Regions from separate parts of the Rattus norvegicus genome. Here region 1 is linked to region 2. Evidence: chromatin contacts called from public Hi-C data. All regions are on one chromosome and are shown on one strand. The core of a region is the stretch at or near the end of the contact, and the rest is flanking DNA. Distances in the headings are between cores, read along the strand shown.

Region 1 (7,074 bases), core at 3,154-5,653, 360 kb before region 2:
GGTCATCTCTGCGACTGCCCAGTGGTAAGACCTTGAGAAATTTTTGTACTGTGTGTATAACCAGAATTTTGAGATACAATCTCACCTGTTAATAGTTGATGACATATTTAACCACAGCCTACTATTTTCAGTCAGGTTTTATAATTTTTAAATTATTTTATGCTTAGGTGCTTAAGTATGCATCTTTAAGAAATAGGATTTGGGTTTATTACCATCTTTTTCTTTTTTAATTTTTCTGTCTTTTTCTTTTCTGAACCAATAGGTATTGGCTGTTCAACTATACTTTCTCCAGAAGGATCAGCCCAGTTTGCTGCTCAGATATTTGGGTTAAACAACCATTTGGTGTGGGCCAAACTTCGAGCGAGCAAACTGAACACGTGGATATCCTTAAAGCAGGCTGATAAGAAAATCAGAGAGTGCAATTTGTAATAAAGCAATTTAATTTGTAGGAGAAAAGTTACATATTCCTAGTTTGGATTTAAAAAAAAAATCAAGCAAAATGATTTCACATCAGAGAAAACAATTCAGTTTATTTTCTGGCTCTATGTAGTGATATGTCCCTGTAGCCTGAGCACTCTAGAGGATCACTAAATTCAAGGCCAGCCTGAATTGTGTATTGAGACCCTGTATTTGCTGGGGAGGGGATCTTGGCACAACGCTGCTAAATTACATCTCGCTTTCTATATAGTCATTGTTGGGTAAATATGTAATTATGGAACTGGAGCAATGTGTCTGTGGTTCAAGAACCAGTATGGCTCTCCTGCAGATGCCCTGAGTTTGGCTCCCAGCATCCATGTAGACTGCCTCACAATAAATAACCTTTAACCCGGGATCTGACCCCGTGGCTTCCTTATGCACCTGCTCTCAGATTCTGTTACATTCCTCCACCCAACACACACAATTTTAAAAAATAAACGTTTTCAAAGAGTATTATTTCTAAGTGGTAATAACATTTATAAATCAATAGTATTGCTTGACATTTGGAGTTGACACTTTAAAAATTAAAATATTGTGCGTGTTAATAACGTGTTCTCGCTGCGTGCTCTGGACCTTCTCAGTAAGTACATTGCTACATGAGTCTCCAGCTAAGGAATGTGTTTGAACTTTGTTGTGTTGGTTTTTACAATGGTGAGGAAACCCTAGGTCCTTGCCATGCTTTAACCCTGGTTTGTTTGGGGGTATTTGCTTGCTGTGCTTCTAAAGAAGTTGAGAATAGAGGTAGAAGCAGCTCATAAAATGGAAGAGGTGCTAAAAGGGCCTTTCCTGCGAGTTTTGGGCAATAAGACAGTTCTATATGGAATAAAGCTATTCCAGGGAAAGATGGACTAAAATACTGCTTAGCTGTTGGGAGGTGCTCTCTGGGTTGTAAACTTTTATTTTCTGGTAAAACGTTTGCCACACCTGCAATCGCATGTTTGCCCCAGCAAAACAATACAACTAAATCCAAAGAACCTTTAGATTCCCGTTCACCCTGTCTTTAAAAAAAAAAATCCATAAACAAAATTTACCACTTGATTTTACAGGTTCTTTAAGTACTTTGAAGGCCTATTAAAAGTCATGTGAGCAAAGTCAAGGCTAGTCTGGGCCATGTGAGACCCTGTTTCAGGAAGGGGAAAGGGTTCCACCATAATAATAGGACACGTGCTCTACTATGTTCATAGCAGCCTTATTTATAATAGCCAGAAGCTGGAAACAACCCAGTTGTCAAGTGAAGAATGCATACAGAAAATGTACATTTACACAATGGAATACTACTCGCTATTAAAAATGAGTACTATATGAATTTTGCAGGTAAATAGAATTAGAAAGTCGTCTGACTGAGGTAAGGAGACCCAAAAGGACAATGTGGTATGAACTCACTGATGAGTGGATATTAGCCCAATAGCTGGGAATACCCACAATACAACTCACAGACCATATGAAGCTTAACAAAAAGGAAGGTTAAAGTGGATGCTTCAATGCAACTTAGAAGGGGGAACAAAATAATCATGGGAGGCAGAGGCTGGTAGGTACCTGAGTGGGAGGGGGAGTCCAGTGGGCCAGGCGAATGAATAGTAGTATGTAGCACTGGGGGAAGTCCCAGATGCTGGGGATGGGAGAGGCTCCCAGGACCCAATGGGGATGACAGCTGAAATGCCCAACAGTGGGGAGACAGAACCTGAAGAGGTCACCTCCAGTAGATAGGTATGGCCTCCAGTTGAGGTATGGGGCCACTCACCCAAGAGAAAAATTGAAGGAAAGGCCATCCAGAGACCGCTCCACTTTGGGATCCATTCCATCCACAGACACCAAACCCCAACACTATTTCGGAGGACAAGATGTGCTTACAGACAGTGGCCTGGTATGGCTATCTTCAGAGACTCTGCCAGCTCCTGACTTAAGACAGATGCAGATACTCACAGACTTTTCTGATCTTTAAAGGGAAAAAATCTAGGTCTCTATTCTTAATTGTAATCCTCAGATTCTCACAGAACTTATCACCACTCAGTATATATTTTTATTGCCTATCTCATGTAGGAAATGCATAGTCCAAGTACACTGGATATCGTATCTCAGCAATGTAAATTCCTATATACAGGCAGGCAGATACATAGTACTGAAGTACTCTGTGAATGAACGTGCAAGTTCCCAAAAGGGGACACAACTCCGTGTAACTTACTGGACTGATGCATGTACAGCAGCTGGGGAATCTGCTGTAGTTGGTCTTGAGTGTTCTGTAGAGGCTCCTTTGACACTGTTTAAAGGTGGTGGAACGTCTAGGCCAGTGATTTTCAACCTTCCTAATGCCATGACCCTTTAACACAGTTCTTCATGTTGTGGTGGCACCCCCCACCATAAAATTATTTTGTTCCTGCTTTTTTTTTTTTTTTTTTTTTTTTTTGCAATTGCTATGAATAGTAGTGTAAATATCTAATATGTGACCCCCCCCTCCAGGGGTCATGATTCGCAGGTTGAGAACCACTGCTGTAGGAGATAGTGCCTAGTGTAAGTGTGCTTTTGAAATTGACATTTTGTCTGGGGCTTCAGCTTTTTCCTGCCCAGTAATCATTAAGTGTGCAGCTTTGGGTAACTACTACCTGATTTCTATCATGATGTTCCTCACTGAGGTTCCAAAGCAACAAAGCCAACCTACTATAGCTGAAATTATGATCCAAAATAAACTCATCCTCATAAATTCAGTATCATGTATTATTATACTGACTACACAAAGTTGTCCAGAACCATATGACAATCAGCTAGAGTTTCAGCCCTTGACCCAGACAAGAAATATGAAGTAGACGCGTGGTTTAAAAGCTGAGTAACAACATTAAGAGAACTTGAGGTTCAGTCTACGGGAGGTGAAGGAAGGTTTGGTTCAGGTCTCCCAGGTAGTAAGTAAAGTAAATAAGGCCTATGGCCTTACGACTATAGGTTGTTAGAGGGACTTAAAGAATCAGCACTCAGGAATAGAGCCTTGTAGAGGGTGTAGCTGAATGCTGAGCCCACTTGCTTAGCATGCATGCATCTTCTCCACAAGGAAGTTGAGCCTTGAAACCAGAATGTATACTGACTAGGCTGCGTGACCAAGTTTCCTTAAAGAAGTACAATAAGGGGCTGGAGAGATGGCTCAGTGGTTAAGAGCACTGACTGCTCTTCCAGAGGTCCTGAGTTCAATTCCCAGCAACCACATGATGGCTCACAACCATCTGTAATGAGATCTGATGCCCTCTTCTGGTGTGTCTGAAGACAGCGACAGTGTACCCACATACATGAAACTTTTTTTTTTAAAGTACATTAAGGAAAACCTCCAAGACGTAGTTTATTGTATGACATCTACACAAGTCGTACAATCAGTTCAGAACCTGGATATTCTCATCTCATCGGGCTTCCAGCCCACACTGCTCCTGAGCTAGATCTCAATGGGAGGTTAAACAGTTCCTTTCACTGTATTTTCATCAACAGCGATCTTCACTTCCCCCAGATTCATTCCCAGGTTCTAATCCTGTTCATGTCCTGAAACGGCAATTCTGAAGCACCCATGAGAAGCTGTGCCTGTACCTGCCTCCTTCAAGCGACTCTACGGTTCCTTAAATTAATTACCACCTAATACCACCTGAGGAACCGGGAGTTTTTCTCTTCCAAAGAGTGTCTCCCGGCCAGTCGGACCACAGTGGTCTCACCAGAATGCCGGCGGCTTTGGGCTGACAGTTTCGGTGAGCACCTTTTCTGAATCTGACTCCTCCTATCTCCAGTCGCCTTTTGAGTAGGAGTTGGGGCGTAAGTCTTGAAAGAAAACCGATTTCTGACCCCAGCTCTGGAACCTACGCGCTCGCAACTCCCTGCCGCCTAGCAACCACCAACTTCCTCCTTCGCCCGGCCAACTCCGAGATCCTCTTCCGGGGCAGAGGTCGCCCTACTCCTCCCCCACCTCCACCTTCTCCAAGATGGCGAGCGGCGGCAGCGGTGGGGTGTCAGTCCCTGCGCTGTGGAGTGAGGTGAACCGTTATGGGCAGAACAGCGACTTCACGCGTGCCCTCAAGACCGTCAACAAAAGTAAGTGTCGGGACAGCCGGACTGTCAGGAGGAAGCCGCCTGTGTCCAGCGCGCGCCTCCTCGGCACAGCCCGGAGGGGATCGCTGCGTCCTTCGTTCGGCTCGGCCCCCAAACCGGGGGCGGGTCGCTGTCCCACGGCCACCGGCGGCCGGAGCTCGGTCGCTTAGGGCCACGTGTACTTACTTCCCTCAGTCCCGGCGAGACCCGACGCGAGGGGGAGGGGGGACTTAAAGAGACCATGGCGTCCGGAACCGCTTCCAAATTGTTCTTGATATCTTCTCCGCTGCCGGATTTTGCGAAGATGTCAGATTTGACTTTTCTTCATTATCTTGAGCGAAGTGATCAAGATAGTGTCATGAAGGAAACTTATGGACTGGGGCTGGGGCAGGGGAAGGAACCTGCCTTGACACGTAGCATCCATGCTGTTGCAGACAAAGTGGAAGCATTGCAGATTCTAAAGGGAAGAGGTGTGAATGTCAGGTCTTTATTCATTTGCACGTACAAAAGCTTGCCGGTCTTAATTAGCCAGTGAATAAGCCCCAACCTTTAAAATAACCTAAGGAGACTTTGACCTGCGTTTTTAGCCCCATGAATTATAATTTCTAATTTTAGTTGTCTTCAATATGAGATTCCATAATTTGTTATTCTTCACTATATGCCTGTAATATGGCCATGCTATATTCTGTACAGTAGATAGACCTGTGTATGTTAGGTTTGGTAATGTAACTACCAAATCATTCAGCGGTACCAGGCACTAGTTATGTAAAGAATATCGCAGTAACACACGCTTTGCACCTTCAGGTCCCTGATTACTATAAAAGTAGTCATGGTGGCCACGCATTAAGGAAAATAGCTACTAATTAGAATTGAGTATGGACAAACTTACTTGCATTAACATTAGCCTTTTGCTGGGCTACAACCCATATTTGTATCAGTATAACAGTGTAGCAATTCTTTAATCAGCCAAGACTGTCACTTCAGCCCTACCCATTAATTTCTAGAAATTCCTTTACCGACTTGTAAACTGAGAATTGGATTCCTGCGGTAGACTAGGAGCAAGGGGAACCGTGATCCTAGTCCTTTTGACACCGGCATGCTGTTAGCATCGAACCTTGGCTGCCCGAATTACTATTTTATTAATATTATTATATTATATAATAAATTATTATTTTATTTCTCTTCAATCTCTTTTTGGGAAAGGGGAATTTTGGATATTTCTTTGGAACATTCCAAAGATGAATCATGCCTATGTTGTAGTTTTTGTTTGTTTTGCAGTGGCGAAAATTAGACTTAGGGCCTCCCATATGTTAGGCAATCTGTATTCCCGTTTTTATTTAGTTAAAAACGAGCTGAGGGACGGATTTAAAAATGGCTTTCCTAAAAAACGTTCTCTAGTATTGCAGATCAACAAGGATGATGTCACGGCCTTGCACTGTAAAGTTGTTTGCCTTATCCAGAATGGAAGTTTCAAAGAAGCCTTGAATGTCATCAATACTCACACCAAAGTGTTAGCCAAGTAAGTGATTCTGTTAGTGGTTATTAGAGCTATCACCTCACCCACTGCTTCCTCCAGCTCTTCCCTTTTGACCTGCTTTCCTTTTTTCTGTCATTGGTCTTTCTGAAGTTAGAAGACAAAGTAGTGATCTTGGTTCCTCTCTGCTGGACTGTTAGAATTTCAGAATTTTTTTTGTTTGTGTTTTTTTGCCTCTTTGCTTGTTTTCTGCTTTCCTGGGTTTTTATTGTTTCGTATTTGCATATTTGTTTGTCCCGGATCTAATCTTGCTGGCCTGGAACTCACTGTGCAGTCCAAGCTGGTTTTAAACGTACAGTCCTACTTCAGCCTCCTGAATGATGGGATGTGCCACAATTTCCAGAGCTGTCTTTCTTTTGAACTGCTCAGAAGGGGGTAAACCATAAAAGAATGCAGAACATAAATGTGAGTCACATATACAAGTTATGCTTGTGATCCAGCATGAGGAGACTGAGGCAGAATCTCTAGTTTGAAGCCGTCTTGGGCTATGGACTGAGACCATTTCCAAAGGTGGGCCTGGTGGAGCTGGATGGTTCTTGGAACAAGGATCTAGGGAGAAAACAAGGATGTACCTATCAACCAGACATGTGTACGCTTACCGCACATGAACATCTGCAGCATAGACGTCTGTAAGGTGAACTTAGCCTGACCTCTGGCCCTTGGACCATTAATTATTCAGGCCAAGACCTTTGAGCTGTTTGTTTTCAATTATTGATGCCTTTTTTTTTTTTTTTAATCTCATTTATATTTCACAGAACACAAACTTCCTGAATTGTTACTTTTTTACATTTGCTTTGATGAGTTTTTTCTGGGGGCGGGGGTTATGGTCAAAACTTCAAAATGAATTTTAAATATTACATTAATGTACATGAATTTTAAATCTGGAGATTTAAATAACTGCTTGCTTGGTTGAATCTTCTCCAGTTACCATATTTTATATCTAATTTTTTTTTCTTAACCATTTGCTTCATGAACAAGTTAACCAGTATTGTATATTTTGTTAGGAGATT
Region 2 (7,645 bases), core at 2,338-4,837:
TGGTTGTTGTTTGTTTTTAAATCTCCTAAGTGTTGTGAGTACAGGTATGTACCTGACATCCCTGAAGACCTACCCACTCTGAGAAAGGGTCTCACTATGTAGCTCTGGCTGTCCTGGAATTCTCTATGTAGAAGAGGTTGGTTTTGAACTCATAGAGATTCACTTGCCTCTGCCTCCCAAGTGCTGGGACTAAAGGTGTCCACCATTAGGCTGGGCTCCAAAGACATCTTTTATGTTTGCCTTAAGTAAGTCATTCAGACTATGTGTATGAATAAGAGTGTGGCTATGACGATACTTTTGCCTTCTTTTTAGAAGATAATGTGGGTCATCCTCTCCACAGTCAATTGTGTTTCAGGCTGTGTTTATTCAGTCAGGTGTTAAAAAACCCCTTTTCCTTTCCATTAATGAAATCAGACGAGAGATACCATAGGGATGGAGAACCTAGTCAGAGACCTTTACTGCCTTCACTAGTTTGGGTTTCCAAATGATAGTAGTCTTTCCTACAAAAAGCCTATACTCCAGAATAGGGAAGGAAGAAGTCTCTTCCTGGGAAAATGGCTAGCCCCAGCGGCTGCCCTGCACGGCTCTAAACAACTTTACACAGAGGAAGGATGCCTACCTACTATGTAATGCATACCTACTATGTAGCCGTGCTTTTTCAGCTGATTGAGCTGACTTTGTTCTTGCTCACTAAGATCTTCTTCAGTTTTGCTCGCATCCTCTTGAAGCCTTTTTTGTCTTTTGAACATTCTGTAAGGAGTCGGGTTGCAAATAGGAAACTTCAGGAGGTTTAATGTGGTACCTGAAATACCAAGAGAATAAATTTTTCAAAAAGAGCGTGAGAGAAGAAGACCAAACATTTCTGATTTATTTCCTTTAACTTTACGACAACCACTATGTAGTTATTCCATACTCTTTACAAACGAGAAAATAGCCCTGCTGATTGGGTCATAGGCTAAGTCATAATCTGGATACAAGTCCATTTTACCCCAGCTTTCCTATTTATCCTCTATATCAGTGGTGCTCAACCTTCCTAATGCTGTGATCGTTTATAGATACAGTTCCTCATGTTGTGATAACCTCCAACCATAAAATTATTTTTCGTGGCTACTTCATAACTGTACTGTTGGTACTGTTGTTTGGTACTGTTATCAGATGGAAATATCTGTGTTTTCTGATGGTCTTAGGCTATCCCTGGGTGAAGGTTGTTTGACTCCCCGAGAGGTCACGACCCACAGGTTGAGGACCACTGCTGTAGTACATCCAAGATAGTACAGCCAGAGATAGCTTTAAGTATGAAGTGCCAAAGGGTAGCTAATCGAGTTAAACTCCGCTTTCTTTCAAGGGAACACACCTAATTCCTAAGACTGTAACACTCCAAGTATGCATGTTTCCCCCTCCTTCCTCAGCTTCTCCCTTCAGATAGGCTTTTGCCTGGCAGCCTTGGCCTCAGGTTCTGCCTCCCCAGAGCTGTGATGACAGATAGTATCCCCATGCCAAGCTGTTAGTTTCTCAGAAAACTGGCATTTCTTCTTGAGGTATCTTCACACACCATAGTGCATCAGCTCTTTCAGATGTGAAACTGTCCAAGAATGAGTAAATTTAGGGGGTGAAGAGTAAGATTGAGGGTAAACAGTCAGAGTAAAAAGAGAACCATTTTGTTTGTTTATGGATCTACTCCACGGTAGCCTCCAACTATGTAGCTGAGAATGGCTTTGATTTCCTCCTGATCCTCCTGCCTCTTCCTCCTCCCTAGTGCTGGGGAGGATGCTGCGGACTAACTCAGGTTTCAGGTCTACTAGGCAAGCATTTTAGCTTTCAAGCTTTATCCCCAGGCCTCTAGAAACATCTCTATTAGAAAACCAAATATGCATTGAATTTCCAAACACTAACCTGACCCAAGAGGTATGACCAAAGAGAGGGACGGCTCCAGGATGCTCAAGGTAGACATTTAAGGGGAGATGTACTAGGTGCCTGGGTCAAATCTAATTTCTAAGCAATGGGGCCTCACCTGGCCAGGGGGAGATGGTGGCTCTGTCGATGGCTTCGGAGCCCTTGGCGGTGCAGTAATCAGACTCCAGGAGTGTGTTAAAGAGAGTGGACTTGCCAGCGTTCGTGGTGCCCACCAGGTAGACATCGCCGCGGTAGCGCCAGGAACGCTGAAGAGCAGAGATCAGTTCTTCAACTCCATAGCCCGTCTTGGCGCTAATCAGCCGCACGTCTTTGACCACCGTGCGGGACCTGGACGACGGATTCTGATTCTTTATCTCGTCCAGTGGCTCATTTCCAGTAGGGTACTGTGGTCCTCGATGACCAGGGGCCACCACGAGCCCGGCGCGGATACAGTCGTTCCACAGCCGCTTCCGCAGCCGCTGTAAGTAGCCGGGCGCATCCTGGGGCAGCAGGTCCACTTTATTCCCCAGCACGAAGAGCTGCTTGGGGCCCACCAGCTTGGGCAAGTCGGGCAGCAGAGCGTCCGGCAGGTCAAGCAGATCCACCATATAAAGCACCAGAGCGGGCCCCGGTCTCTGCAGCGCGGTGCTCACAAGCTCCAGGTACTGATCGCGGCTCACCTGCAGGCGCAGGGCACGGCGGTGGTGCACCAGTAGCCAGCAGCGTTGGCACACGGTCCGCGCCAGGCCACCTTCCGCCTGGGCAGCATCGCGGAACTTCTCGCCCGGCAAGTAGCCGGGCAGGCCAGGATGCTGGCAGTGGAGCTCGGCTCCGCAGCCCGAGCAGTAGATGCCGCTGGGCGGCACCGATGCGTCTGGAAGCTCCGGGACCGGCAGAGCCCGGAGGCCTGCCCGCAGTTTCTGCTGAAGCCGCTCCTCCCGCCGCTGCAACCTCTGTCGTTCTTTCTCCTGCTGCAGCTGCTGCAACTCCCGCAGCTCCCGCAATTCCCGCAGCTGTTCCTCAGGGGTCCGCTCCGGGACGTACTCCGGGAACAGAAAGCGTTCCTCCGTGTCGGTTCCTTCTTCACAGTCCTCGGTCGCCGTGGAACTAGGGGGAGCTCGGCGGCCCAGGGATGATCCACGCTGGCAGATGGTGGCCTCACACTTCCCCTCCAGGAGCCACCGTGCTGGGCCACGGCACGCAGCGGCTGGTGCGGGGCCCCGTAGGAGCCCGCACAGCAGCCTACAACCCAGGCGCGCGGGCAGCATGTGGACAGCGCGAGGAGGGCGGGGCCTCGAGCGCGCACGCGTGTTAGCGTCCGAGAAACTCCCAGGACCAGACAACGAAGGAACTGTCCAACGGCGTGACCAAGCCTAGATTTCTCGCGATGAAAGCTCTGAGACCCGAGAATTCAGTCAAACGTGCAAAGGCTGGGTGAGCAGAAGGTCCTCAGTGCTTAGCCCACAACCAGAGCCATTCTTCCCATATATCTCTACACAAACCAAGTGTCATTTGTGCAACAACACTAAAAAACACGCAACAATAAACTTTCATAAACTGAATCCAACTTCTGGCTGAGAAGCTGTCTATCTTCAACGCCAGCCAGCAACCTATAACTCGCACATGCGTAATTCACTCCTGCCAGCCGTTTCCTATTTGCGCAGGCGCAAATCTCTCATTTCCCCGCCCTCTCGCTTTGACGCCGAGGATTCTGGGAACGCCGGAGACGGAAATTACTTCGTCTGGCGCTCAGAGTTTGCTGCAGCGCTTTTCAACTCTAGTTTTGTGATTTCGAGTTAAGAGCTCCAGAAACCTTTGGCCAAGATGTATGACGCCGACGAGGGTAGGTGACCACGTAAGACACGCCTCCTGCTAGCCACTTAGGCGGGACGATGGGGGATGAAGGATCTGCGCCAGCCACCGCATCCCGTCCGTGGCGCGCGCCCGGCTGCCCGGCTCCTACACTTTAGCCCGGGAACGGTGTAGGCTTTGCCAGCAGTGCGTGCTCCACGTTCCTGGGTCAGGTTGACTGCTCCCTCTACCGCCTCCCGTTAAATCTGTAACCACCTTCCAGAATCGACGTAGTGTAGCTTATTAACATTCGGTTGTTTGATTGATTTCATTTATCATTTTAGTCGAAAAGCTTGAACTAACAGTTGAATAGCTTCTTTTAAAAACGGCACAGGGAATTGAGCCCAGGGCCTGCCGTCTGCACAAAAGCTATTTCTGAGCCTTATATCTAGGCACGGGTAGCTCAATTTTTGATTACGTCTGTGTGCTAGACACTGTTAAACTCTGAACGTATTAGGGACAAAGAATGGGTTCTGGGTTGACATTCCTTCACACTGTTTTCAGTTTAAGTAAATTGACATAAACATGGCCTTTAAGTGGTTTCTTCCCACAAGATGACAGTTCTAGAATGACATGTAGTTCATTGTATTCCCTTTCACTAGGACAAAATGGTTTCTCACTTTTCATACTTCACACTTCTTAGTCCTACCCACTTTATTTTCATGTTGTGTTTGTAACGCTCCCTCTCCTCTGATCAAAAATCATTTTATTCCAGCTCTCATTTTTTGTGGCTGTCTTTTACACCTCCTCCTCCCTTTTTCTCGAGGAAACAGTAGCTTCAGCTTTTAAAATTGCCTCAACATCTCAGACCCATTCATACCTCATTAAAACCTATTAGAGTCGTTGTATTCTTTTTAGAGTTCTAACTTGAAGGAAATTTAGAAGCTTTAAAGCCATTATGTCATTTATTTCTTTATTTTGTGAGTATGTGTGTGGGTGCACACATGGAGTGTACCATGTAGGTCCTGGAGTTTGATCTCAGGTTCATGGTCCTTAGACTATATATTTGTGTACAGCACATTTCACTCTTCAGATATTTTTAACAGGAACATGGCGCTCAGATAAAGCTTTCATTACTGGACTGGAGATGTAGCCCGGTATTAGCTTTGCCTAGTGTGGCCAACACCTTGCAGTCAACCTTAGGCACCGAGGAAAAAAGTTCATACTATTTGGAAAGTTGTACAGGGTATGGTGGGCATGAGTTGACTCTGTTTCAAAGTTTCTGAATCAAGTTGGCTGGAGAGATGGCTCAGTAGTTAAGAGCACTTGTTGCTCTTGCAGAGGACCTGGGTTGTCTCCCAGAAAGTGCCACACATAAATCTGCAGGATCCAGTGGTCCATATCTGGCCACATGCATGCAAGAATGCATAAAGAGCTTATGCATAAAATAAAAATAAGATTTAAGAAAATCTGAGTGTTGCCAAGAGGGGCCTGGAGGACCTGCCTGGGGTTTCTGACTGGAACACCTGTAAGTGGCTCTTACAGTTTGGCTTAGCAGTGAGTGTTGGGAAAGTATTAGAAGTTTTTTTAGTAACAGTTCTGGCCTTCAGAGCAAAGAAGTTAGACTTACAATGCCTTTTCTGACCCATGTTCTGAAAAACCATGTGACCTCATTGTAGCAGCAGGCTTTATTTCCTGGAGAGTCGAAAATGATGTGAATTCAAGGAGAGGATGTATAGACCCTTTATCTTTGTTTCTTGTTGAGGCAGGGTCTCATGATGTCTCTCAGACTGGTCTGTAATTTATGGTGATTCTTCTACTTCTTGCTTCCTGAGTGCTGAAACCAGCATGCCTAGCTGACTCCTGATCTTGATAGTAGGAGGGTCATGATCTCTTAGACTAAGAGGGTTGGGAAACACAGTCATGGTAATCTTTGGAACATGTAGTCTGTACGGGCCAGGCTTGTTGGCACATGTCTTTACTCATGGTTTAAGAGGCAGAGGCAGGGGGCTGGGGATTTAGCTCAGTGGTAGAGCACTTACCTAGGAAGCGCAAGGCCCTGGGTTCGGTCCCCAGCTCCGAAAAAAAGAACCAAAAAAAAAAAAAAGAGGCAGAGGCAGGAAGCTCTCTGTAAGTTTAAGACCAGTTCTTGTACAGAGTGTGCTCCAGCCAGCTAGGCTACATAGTGAGATCCTGTCTCTAAAAAGAAAAAAAAAGTATGCATATACATGCATGTATACTGTATACAGGTGAAATATGCGTATATAAATGTATGAAATGCTGCAGTCACAGACCACCCCAGGGTGTTGCTCAGTTATTTAAACCATTTTCTCTCTCATCATTGTCTCTGAGGCCTTACTGGTTAGAGGATCTTGCTCCTGCTAAGCGCTACACGGACTTTCTGGAGCAGACAGAAATTGTAAATTCTCACAACTTAACTGAAACTTTGCTGTAAAATCTCTGTATATAGGAAGAATATTGATATGACATTAGTTTTCTGAAATTCTAGGAAAATGGGGTGAAGTGATTGCCTCTTAGCAGAGTGCTATTTATTTCATAGAGGTAACGTTTGAACTTGTGGCATCTCATGGCCAGTGAGCATAGTGTATTGTTTTTGCAGATATGCAATATGATGAAGATGATGATGAAATCACTCCAGATTTGTGGCAGGAAGCATGCTGGATCGTGATCAGGTAACTTTAGACCAAACGGAACAGCTTTAGTAGATACAAGATGGTGTGAGGTCCTGTTGTTCTGTTCCTTCTAGATAGTCCTCGGCCGTATCTGTGCTTGCTAATGTGTAAGTAACATATATTAGTTACTTACAGGGTTGCTTTGTTTTATGCAGACAGAACAGTATGTAGCTCTGCATGCTGTGGAACTTGCTGTAGGCTGGGCTGGTTTGAACTTACAGCACTCTTGCTTCAGCCTTCTGAGTGCTGGGAATCCTACAGGGACACCTCACCATGTTTGGCTTTATTTATTTATTTAAAATATTTCCACCTTAGAGAAAAGCTAAAAAATTCATTTATGTACCTCATTGAAGCCCTTAAATATTGTCCTTATGCTATTCTGTTTTTTGTTTTTTGAGACATGGTTTTTTCTCTGTAGCCCTGGACATTCTGGATTTGGTTTTGTAAACCCCAGCCTCAAACTCAGAGACGTGTCTGCCTTTGCTTCCTTAATGCTGGGACTAAAGGCATGTGCCACCACACCTGGCCTCCATAAGTTTTTTCTTTCTTTTTTCTTCCTTTCTTTGTGCATTTTTCCCCAAGAAACATTGAAGAGTAAATAGCAGGCACTTTAATGTAATCACAGTATAGGAATTAATACTGATACAATAGCCTTATTTAACCTCCAGAATCTACATTTTTGCAAGTTATCTCACTAATTTTATAGCAAAAGAAGAAAATTTTTTTCTCATTTTTTTTTTTTTTTTCCTGGACCTAGGGTATCCACTGAAATTTATTTTGTCAGTTAGATTTTTGAGACCAGGCCTGAACTGGAACTTGCGAGTCCTCCTGCCTCAGGGCTTTGAGTGTTGCATGCTTTGTTGTTCTCTCTTTATTTCTTTCACTTTTATTTTTTGTGTTTATATGCCTGTGTGAGTTTATGTCCACCTAGTGTGCAGGTGCCCATGGAGGCCAGAGGAGGGCATCCATGGGACTGGAGTTGAAGATAATCATGAGCCGCCATGTAGGTGCTGGGAATTGAACTTGGCTCCTTTGGAAGAGCTGCCTGCTCTTTACCATGGAGCTATGTCTCTGCTGAACCATCTCTTCTGCCTCATACATTTTCTTTTATGTCTTATTTTTGTGCTTCCTTCAATCTGAAACAGTTTCTCAGCATGTCCTCTTTTTTTTTCTTCTTTTTCTTTTTTTCGAAGCTGGGGACCGAACCCAGGGCCAAGCGCTCTACCACTGAGCTAAATCCCAAAGCCCATCTTCTCTTTTTAAGATAA

The links. A called contact is a pair of places that touch in the nucleus more often than the background predicts.
Region 1: a contact with region 2 is called in a Hi-C map of liver, with 3 times the contacts expected there. The contact joins the promoter of Srp72 here to the promoter of Polr2b in region 2. A contact is called at or near these places in 5 of 12 Hi-C or Micro-C datasets (the A7r5 cell line, Schwann cells, liver and 1 more).

The regions. Positions count from the first base shown.
Region 1 is chr14:31,547,303-31,554,376 of GRCr8, reverse strand. Srp72 (signal recognition particle 72) reads left to right here and starts at 4,403. Exons shown (of 19, transcript NM_001170601.1): 1 at 4,403-4,533; 2 at 5,929-6,049. The coding sequence starts at 4,425. It overlaps LOC120096737 (a long non-coding RNA gene), which reads right to left. Exons shown (of 2, transcript XR_010057688.1): 2 at 631-7,074. It overlaps Paics (phosphoribosylaminoimidazole carboxylase and phosphoribosylaminoimidazolesuccinocarboxamide synthase), which reads left to right. Exons shown (of 10, transcript NM_080910.3): 9 at 1-24; 10 at 263-1,022. The coding sequence ends at 429.
Region 2 is chr14:31,185,164-31,192,808 of GRCr8, reverse strand. Polr2b (RNA polymerase II subunit B) reads left to right here and starts at 3,587. Exons shown (of 25, transcript NM_001106002.1): 1 at 3,587-3,736; 2 at 6,305-6,377. The coding sequence starts at 3,718. Noa1 (nitric oxide associated 1) reads right to left here and starts at 3,239. Exons shown (of 7, transcript NM_001401447.1): 1 at 2,012-3,239; 2 at 638-802. The coding sequence starts at 3,161.